Regions from separate parts of the Sus scrofa genome. Here region 1 is linked to region 2. The links are chromatin contacts, called in public promoter capture Hi-C maps. All regions are on one chromosome and are shown on one strand. Each heading gives the region's core, a stretch centred on a gene start, on an enhancer-like site or on the middle of the called end of the contact. The rest is flanking DNA. Distances are from core to core; before and after follow the strand shown. Region 1 holds the start of MCAM (cell surface glycoprotein MUC18). Region 2 holds the start of C2CD2L (phospholipid transfer protein C2CD2L).

The links. Promoter capture Hi-C pulls out the DNA fragments that hold promoters and counts their contacts.
Region 1: a promoter capture Hi-C map of fetal skeletal muscle shows a contact between it and region 2, with 2.8 times the contacts expected there. The contact joins the promoter of MCAM here to the promoter of C2CD2L in region 2. A contact is called at or near these places in 2 of 5 promoter capture datasets (fetal skeletal muscle and liver) and 1 of 47 Hi-C or Micro-C datasets (skeletal muscle).

The regions. Positions count from the first base shown.
Region 1 is chr9:46,519,755-46,524,540 of Sscrofa11.1, reverse strand. It overlaps MCAM (cell surface glycoprotein MUC18), which reads left to right and starts at 2,450. Exons shown (of 16, transcript XM_005667431.3): 1 at 2,450-2,559; 2 at 4,315-4,439; 3 at 4,527-4,734. The coding sequence starts at 2,493.
Region 2 is chr9:46,318,499-46,323,140 of Sscrofa11.1, reverse strand. It overlaps C2CD2L (phospholipid transfer protein C2CD2L), which reads right to left and starts at 1,380. Exons shown (of 14, transcript XM_013979465.2): 1 at 609-1,380. The coding sequence starts at 962.

The DNA.
Region 1 (4,786 bases), core at 1,201-3,700, 200 kb before region 2:
GAGAAACACACAGAGGGCACTGGACACAGCAAGTCCTCTCAAGTCTGAGTAGCCTGGTCCTACCATGGAGGTGGAGGAAGGCAGCCTTCCTGCCCTTTCCTTTGGGGAGAAAAGAGGCAAAAAATTAGGACTCTGGCCTGAGTCTCTTCTAATCTTGGTCTTCTGATCTGATCTTGGAGGAGCAAGGCTGCCTCCAAACCAGTCCAGGCGCCGAGAGTCTCTGCTGATGGAAGATCGGGGGCTGCCTCCTTGATCGCCATCCTTTCTCGCTGCAAGTTCCCCTGCCGCCTTCTCTCTTGCCTAGAACTGCTGAAGCTCTATCTGCTGGCATCTTAGAGGAGCTGGAGGGCTGATACCCTCTACCCTTCGCTCTTTCACCCCGTGCTGCCGTCACTCCTTTTTCTTCTGTCTCCAGTCCCCTCTGAATCTTCTCCAAGGTCCTGACCTCTTTTTGGTTTGGAATCTGAGAGGCCCCCCTCATGAAGACATCCCAGAGTTGTCTGCCCCTGACTTCTACCACCCACTCCCTGGCAGCCCAGATCACCCCAGGCTACTGGCTTCCTTAAAGGACAGTCTTTGTGCTTGTTTGCTGGGGACGTGCAGGGAAGGGATGTCACCGGGGTCTCTAACCTCACTTTCCCTTCACTGCAGAGGCAGCTCCTCCACCCCCACCTGGCTTCACTTTTCTCAGGGCGGAAGAACCATTCTGAACTGACCGTCCTTGGTGGTTAGCTGGCTTTGTTTTCAGGCCAGAGAGAGAATGATTAGTTAATGGGGTTAAGTGAAGGGAAGCGGGTGGGGGCAGGGAAGCCAAGCACCATGCCCAGCTCCGGGCTTGCCAGGGCCAACAGCATCCTTCAGCCATCCCCACTCCTGCCCCTGCAGGCAAACCACCGCATCAGCATCCATTCCACTCTGGGCCCTGGGCCAGTCCATACATTCACTCTGGGGGAGAGGGAAGAACCCTCCTCTTCTCAATCCCCCGACCGCCCCCCACCCCAGGCTCCAGCCTCTGGCCTGGCTGGCTTGCCATGGCCTCTGGCCACTAACGGAGACGGAGGAGGGGGTCAGCAAAGGTTCCGCTAAGGTTCCGAAAGAAAGGGCTGATGTGGTTCGAGTGTCATCTCTTTGTCATCAAAACACTATCCCAGAGCATCCTCTCAAGTCACCTGCCCATCTCTGGCATTTGCTGCCTCATTCTGCTCCTCCCCCAACCAGCAGCAGGCTGCCCTGCCAGCCAGTTGGACTCTACCCCAGGCTCCCTTTGGACCCTCCTTGTTGAAGGAGTCCCAGCAGATGTGGACCCCTTTCCCAGGGATAGGGGACTGGGCGGGGGGGGGGGGTCTCTGATGCAAGGGTCCACTCTCACTTTTAGTTCAAGAGGCCAGAAGACCCAAGGTTTGGGACGAAGGGGGCTACCGGGTTCCCCTCACCTGGCTGTGTGGCAGATCTCACTCAGGCCGGGCAGCCTGAGGTTCCTGCTGATTCCTGCTCCAAACCCTTCCTGGCAGCAGCTGAGCCGCAGCAACAGGGGGCTTGAGAGGCCTGGTGGAAGGGGCAGAGTCCCGCTGCAGGGGTCCTTTCAACCCTCCCGCACAGCAAAAGACAATGGGGGTCAAGCTGGAGACCTCACACCCATGTACTCTCTTCCCTCCCCTCTTCCTCACTCAGGCGAGGCGAGAGTGAGTGGGACTAGGCTCGATGAGTGCAGAGGGCAGAAGCAGACGTCTCAAGACGGAGGCCGGGGCCTGGACAAGTGGGACAACCCTGGGCCTGGGAATCCGGCCCCTCCTTCCTTCCTCTAGGTAAAGACGGACTTACAAGAGCTGGGAATGAAGGGACAGCCCTTAGAGCGCCATCTCCACGCCCCAGTAAAGGCACCTCTGGGTCTGTGGACCTGGGCCTACGGTTCTTCCCTCAAAGCTGCCAGGACTGCAATGCCAGGCCGGCGGCAGCCGCCGTGGTGCAATCGTTCTCTGTGGCAGGGGTCCGGAGAGGCGGAGGAGGAGGCAGGGAGAGGAATGGAATGGGAGGGAGGCCCCCATCCGGACGCCAAGGACCAGGTCAGTGGCTTCTCCGCCAGGAGGTCCCCCAGGGCTACACGGATGGGCGGGGGCTGAGCCGGGGTGAGCGCGGCGGGATCTGAAGCGGTGGGACTTCGAGCATCCGTGCCAGCTTCCCCACGTTGCCGTCTCGGCTGGGCAGTCCGGCCGGGAGACACCTGTCGCCGCCCCCTCTCGGTTCCCCAGCTGGGAGCTGGGAGGCGGGCTCCGGCCTCCCCTCGCGCCGCGCGGTCCCGCAGCAAAGCTCCGGGCATCTCGGCGCCGGGCCCGCCCCCTAGGGCTGCGGCGAGCTGGGCGGGGGGGCGCGGGGGGCTGCGCGGGGCGTGGCAGGCCGGCCCCGGCGCTCCGGGCCCCCTCCCCCGCCCCCCTGACGTCAGCCCCGGCAGCCGCGAGCTCCCTCACTTGGCTCTCGCCCTCCGGCCGGGAAGCATGGGGACGTCCGGGCTCATCTGTGCCTTCCTGCTAGCCTCCTGCTGCTGCTGTCGCCGCGTTGCGGGTGAGTGAACTAGCTGGGGGGCCCGCGCCCCGAACGGCCTGGCCCGGGAATCTTCGGCGGAGCGTGCCCGGGAGCAGAGCCGGCATCGAGACGGGGACCCGGGCTTTGCACTGCGGCGTGCGCTCCTCCTCCCCAAGTCTCGGGCACCGAGCGCCTTGCGCGCGTGCAACTCTTCTTTGCAACCAGTTTGCAGCTCTATTCCAGACCGTCCTGGGAGCCTAATTGGAAAGGCGGGGGGCTGCTTCTTGGAGCGGGAAGGGGTGGGCCGAGTCTCTTGGGTTCTGTGGAGAGCTTTTCCTCAGGTGCTTTTTCTGGGGGCCCGCGTTTAGAGCTTTGGCGGGAGACGCAGCTACAGTGCATCCCCCAAACCTGAATTCCGCGCTCGCCTGTTGCTGGAAAAGGCAGCTCTCTTAGCTGGAGGGGATGCGCCGACCCCTCCTTCTCCCGCCTGGGCTTTGAGCCAGGCTGGAGGTGAGCGAGAGGGGGAGGAACGGCGGCTCCCGCCCCAGCAGGGCGTTGGCAGAGGCTGGAGGGCGGTGTGGGTCGCCTCGCGCCTACCCGGGTGACGGGATCACAGGTGGCAGGGACGAAGGATCGAGGATTCCCAGAGCGGAAGTGCCCAGACTTGTTACACTTCCCGGAATGGGACCACATTCAAGTGGAAAATGCACCCTTGCACCTCGGAGTTTTTCTCTGGAACTGCCCAGGAGCCCGGCGCTCCCAGGTTCATGGTGCCCTTGTATGGCCCGCAGCGGTGTCGCGTTTCTCTTGGCTCCCTTTCCCCGGTCCCAGCCTCTCTTTGGCTGGGGAAGGGGAGGTCTGGGAACTAGGGTGGCCTCATGCCGGTGCTGACAGCCCCTGGGGTACCCTCGGCTGCTGCCTCCCAAGCCCTTCTGGGGAAAGGGCTAAATCGGGCTCCACAGCTGCAGAAGGTCCAGCCCCACCCAGCCCTGCCCTTCTAGCTCTGGGGAAAAGGAACTAGGGATCTCAAGCTTCTGCTCTGGTTGTAGACCACTCCATCTGCTCTGCTTGTCAGCCCAGGGCAGCCACCCAGGCACCCGAGTCCGGCCAGATGGTATGGAGTGACATCACCTCCTCGCGGGGCGGGCAGCACGCTGGCACCACTGACGTCACTCCTGCTCACTGCCTGGTCCTTGCCCTGACCCCTGCCCTTACCTCAGGGAGAGATTCTAGCCCCTCCATGACTCTGACCCCTCCACACGCACGAGGCTCCCGAGATGGGGTCCCTTGAGTGTGTGGGATGTTCACAGCGGTGCTGCTGAGGGAGTATGAGATAAGGGTCTCCTGGCCAGGGTTGGCCCATTGGCTTTTATGGGGATTTAGGGAGGAGGCAAAGGGGAGAGTGATGTCTTCTCCGGGTGTGGGACATAAAGGGCCTGTGTGCCCAGGCCTGGCACATGCCTTGCATTCCCACAGTCTGAGCTCACCCAGAGAGGAGGGGGCCTGGAAGGAAAGTGGCCTTCCTCTTGGCCCAGGCCTGGGTCACCCCCTGCCAGCCCCATCTGGGAGGTTCCTGGTGCTCGGGACCACCCCCAAGTCCAATGACCATCCCCAACTCCCTTGAACCAGGAGAAGGCTGACTCGGCTTGAGGGTAGAGTGTTTGAGGGTTAGGAAAGGACAGGGTGCCCTTCAGATCCTGGAAGTGGCAGGAAGAGCAGCTGCAGCGAGCGGCTGTGAAGGGAGGGCATGGAGAGCAGCTGGAGCTGACAGCTGCTGGGGTGCCCCCCCACCAGGTGTGCCTGGAGAGGCGGAGAAGCCCGCGCCTGAGCTGCTGGAGGTGGAAGTGGGAGGCACAGCCCTTCTGAAGTGCGGCCCCTCCCATTCCCAGAGCAACTTCAGCCACGTGGACTGGTTTTCTGTGAGTGCCCCAGAAGAGGGCAGCAGGGGGGGCAGGCAGAGGCCCCGCCCTTCACGGAGCCCCAGGACCCTCACCTCCTCCCCACAGGTCCACAAGGAGAAGCCAACACTCATCTTCCGGGTGCGGCAGGGCCAGGGCCAGAGTGAGCCTGGGGAGTACCAGCATCGGCTCCACCTCCAGGACAAGGGGACGACTCTGGCCCTGACTCACATCACCCCCCATGACGAGCGCATCTTCCTGTGCCAGGGCAAGCGCCCCCGGTCCCAGGAGCACCGCGTCCAGCTCCGGGTCTACAGTGAGTGCCCCATCCCTGCCTTGTGAGCAGTGTGGGTCCCAGGAAGTGGTGG
Region 2 (4,642 bases), core at 131-2,630:
CTTGAGGCTCATCTACCAGAAGGGACATGGGTTCTCTCCAGCTGAACACCTTTCCCTCAACACATGCACCGTGGGTACCATGGAGAAGGATGGGTTAGACTGTAGCAGTGAAATTACTAAGGGATGGGGTAGGGTGGCAGGGATCCAGGCTCCTTGGGGACCTGCCCTGTCACACCAGGGATCTGGGGCATGAAGTGTGGACTGGGTGTGGTGGCATGAGGACCAGGCAGATTCCTGCCACAGGTGCACCAGTTTCCCTTCTACCTCTGCTCACCCCCGCGCCTCCCCGCCACCCACAGAACCAGCACCCAGGCTAGGCGGAAGTGCCCTCAGGCACAGGGATTAGCGTTGCTATGAGAACAGCAACTTGTGCACAGGTTTGGAGCAGGAGAGTACCCAGACCACAAGAATAGAGGATTTGGGACAAAGCCGGATTTCTACAACCTCCAGCCTCACCTGCACCCTTTTCTCCGATCCCAGAGGGGAAGAGAGGCCATGGGTTCCCCAGCTGATCCCCACCCCCATCCGGCGCTCCTGGCCTGAACAATCCCTCCCCTAGAAGGAAAGGCTGGGTGAGGGGACAACCTAGGTCCTCCTGTCCAACTCACCCCATCCCTGCAGGCCTGCTCGTTCAGCGCTCGCACCCAAGCCCGCTGCCAGTTCTCCCGAAAAGACTTGAAGGCGAAGAGCGACGCCAGGAGGCCCCGGACGCCTGGCTCCTCTGGGGCGCCAGCCCGAGTCCCCCTCAGTCGCAGCAGCGAGCGCCACACGCCCAGCTCCCGCAGGGAGCCGGCGGGCTCGGCAGCTAAGGCGGGTCCCGGGCCCCGGCCCCCGCGGGACCGCGCCAGCCACAAGCCCCGGGCATATTGCAGCAGCCAGCCGAACACCGTGAGCAGCGAGGCGGCGAAGAGGATCAGTAGGGCCGCCCAGCCCATGTCCTGCTGCCCCCAGCCCGGATCCATGCTCTGTGCGGGCTACGGTCCTGGTTCCGGCTCCGGCTCAGCGGCTGCCCCGGGGGAGCATGGCCCGGGCGGGCCGCGGGGCGGGGGCGGGCTCCCCCGGGGCTGGGCGCGCGGGATCGGGGGCTCTCCCAGGCTTGGTGCCCGGGACTAGTGGGTGCCACAGATCCAGGAAAGGAGATTCCTGGGGGCTACGACGCCGGGGTCCCTCTCTCCGTGGCCCAGGGCCCTCCTCGGTTGGTTTGGCCGTCCAACCCGGGTTAGTCGCCGGCCAGCGCCCGACTCCTCCCACGGCGGGGGCCCCGCCGGACCCGGGCGGGGACTCGTTTGCAGAGACGCTGGGGCTCGCGGGCCGGCACCGGCTCCGGGAGGGCTGCGTGCGCAGAGCTGACACTGACAACACGGCTCGCCCCCCCGTCCCCCCCCCTTAAAGGAGCCGCACCCGCGCGGGGCGGAGCTTAGCGAGCCCTGCGCTCCAGCCCTGGAAGAGGTTGGGAGGACCAGCGGAGAGGGGAGGAGGTCCCCGGTTTGGAAATAGGCGGTATCTTTAACTACCCTGCCCCATTCTGGAATCCGGGGGTACTCCCGCTCCCCCGGGCTCAAGGCACGAATAAGCAAGAGTAACTTCACTCACCTGAGATGCCGCCTCTGCTTTCCCCTACGCTCCTCAGCTTTCTATAGTTTGGGCGCCTGTGGAGTTAGAAGGAGGTGACCCCTGTGGGTAGCGTTGACCGCTTCTCCCCATACTCCCAGGCTCAGCAACTTCTAGGTTCCTATATCCTGGACAAAGCTAGGTCACCTAGAGGTGACCTCTGTGGGTAGCACTGACCCCTTCTCCCCACACTCCCAGGCTCAGCAGCTTCTAGGTTCCTATATCCTGGACAAAGCTAGGCCCTGGGTAAATCGGGGCAGAGCATCTCTCCTAGGTAGACGTGCATGGCAGAGGTCCAGCTGATAGTGACTGGAGAGAAAGCAGAACCTGAGCATGGTAGAGGTTGAGAATAGAACACAGAATATTGAAACTACTTCTCCATCCCCACCCCCTTCCCCTTGGAGCCAGGACCCAGGGACACCCTATGAACCTCCTTGCTTGTGTGGGTTTGTTCTGGAGATATTTCCCAAGCCTGGGCTGCTTCTGTTTTTAAAAATAATTTATTTCCATAGTAACAGCTCCTGCCTATGGAGCACGTGTAGAGGGGGTGGTAATGAGATGGGAGCTAAGCAGTGCAGCACTGGACTATCAATAGATTCAGCCAGAAGACCCTGCCATCCAAATATGTGATATCCCAGCAAGCCCCCCAAAAATGATGTTATAGGTACACTCTGCCTCAGGATCCACCCTTTTTCCTGATTTAAGGTTAAGATTTAAGGGAATAGACTCCATCCCTATTGGACAGAGGCTTATCGTTGTTTTCTGGAGGCAGGGAAGGAAAATCCTACAAAAGATTCAAAGGAATCCCCCCATTCCCCAAGAGACCCTTCTCCACACACATATGGCAAAGCCTTCCTTAGAGAGGTAAACAGGAAGGTGTTAAGTACCTCTCTCCCAAATCCAGTCATTAGTCTGAGCACTAAGCACACACGAGTAAACAATGTCTTCTAAAGTATGGGGTTGCAGAGCTAAGCAGAACCTGGCAGGTCAGCAACAGGGTGCCTGAGCCAGAGGAGGTAGTGAGAAAGCCTGGGGAATCCCCAGATTTCACTGTAAGGAATGGGGTGGGGGTAACGGAGTAACCTTGCTTCGGTCCTGCCCATGCATCATCACTGGACTCCAAAAACTAGAGGAGATACCTGGCGTGTGGAGTTTTATTTTTATTTTTTGTCTTTTTAGGGCCCCATCTGCGGCATACGGAGGTTCCCAGGCTTGGGTTGAATTGGAGCCATAGTTGCTGGCCTACACCTGTGGGAGCTGCAGAGCTTTGGGCTCTGATCTGCATCTGCGACTTACACCACAGCCCACGGCAATGCCGAATCCTTAACCCACTGATCGAGGCCAGGGATCAAACTCACATCCTCATGCATACTAGTCAGGTTCATTACTGCTAAGCCACAGCGGAAAGTCCATGGAGTTTTCATCTTGAGGGGAGAAGACATGAAATGAAGGGAGCAGAGAACTCAGGGACGCAGAAGGAAGCTTTGAGTGGGCAGAGCCGCTAGAGCTAGGGGAGCAGGTTATGTGGGAAGGTGTCCAGCTACAGGTTCACTATGAAGGCCTCTTCCCCCAAGAACCCTTCTTCAAAGTTCATCTCAGTTCTCTGAGTTCCTGAGTTTCCTTCAGCTTCTCCACTGAGCACTTGGTCCTGTGCTGCCAGATACTACTTCACAATTCAGTCTTGCATGAGTCTCCTAGCTAGTCCTCCTAATCTCCCATCCACTTGTTACTCCTTTCATTCTGCCTTATAGTCTAGATGGTTGTTTATGTGTCTGTTTCTCTCACTTACAAGGAAGCTGCTTAAGAGTAGGGACCCTGTCTTATTCATCTCTCTACCCTCATTTAATCAAGATTTAATGTGATGAAGTAGACTCCTTGGGGGGAAACCATTGCATTTATATCACTTTGCGTCCCCAAAGTACTTAAAAGTTTCCCATGCACATAGTAGGGATTAGCAAATTCTTTGGAACTTTAAGAAGTCTAACAGAAAATATTCCAATATACATGTAAACACTGAGAATTTCTGTATTGTTTCCATCTTTTCAAAACCCATTCCTGTCACCCCAATGGGATGGGAGATCTTGGGGCTTGCTTTCAGCTAACAACTTTTGATAAACTGATGGGGAAGAGGCAGGAGGAAATGGAAAAAGGGTAACTCAGATGCCTGGAAAGAGCCACAGTCCTGCAAGGGTCATAGCTTCAGACTCTCCAAAGCTGTCTCTCGGACTTTTTAGGAACTGTGAAACATTTCTGAGACAGGCTTTGTCACGTAATCAGACTTAATAGTGCATTGGCCTTGCTCACTGGGAGACCCTCAAGGCTCTCTAATAGGAGATATGCATCTCAGACTTTGTCTGCTCAGCTCAAGAAACCAGCTGAAGCCATTGACAATTCACCTGGTCTGTGAGTCCTAGGACCAGCTTCAGCATTTAAGCAAATGCTTTTCTTTTTCTTTTTCTCTTTGGCTGCAACTGCTGCATGCAGAAGTTGCCAAGTCAAGGATCAAACTGGTGCCACAGCAGAGACCCAAGACACAGAAGTGACAATGCTGGATCCCAAATCCACCACACCATCAGGGAACTCCTAGGCAAAGGCTTTGAATTTGTACCAGGACAGGCATAAAATTTCAAGTGCGACCACCTCATGTGTTTGTTTCTCCTGGTGAAGTCTGATAATCAGCTGGGCATTTGCCATCATGAGAACAAAAATATTCAGATTATATGACAAGTATCCAAGTAACCATGTTCTGATGGTAACACGTCTGTGCAGATGATGAATCCCCAGTGTCTTTTTTCTGAACGAGTCCCCCACCCTCTTCCAGTGGGGGTTGCAGGGGAAGGCTAATGATCTCTGGAGAAGAAAGAGACGAAGGTTTTTTCCTGGGAAGGCTTATTTGGATTGGCCTCCTAATAAAACAGGAAATAGATACAGACTGTCCCCCAGACCTCCAGGGAGTCTCAGCCTGCTCCTGATCAACAAGATAACTGAATGCTGCCTCCTCTGGGGCTCCCACAAGCTCCTCCTTTCCACC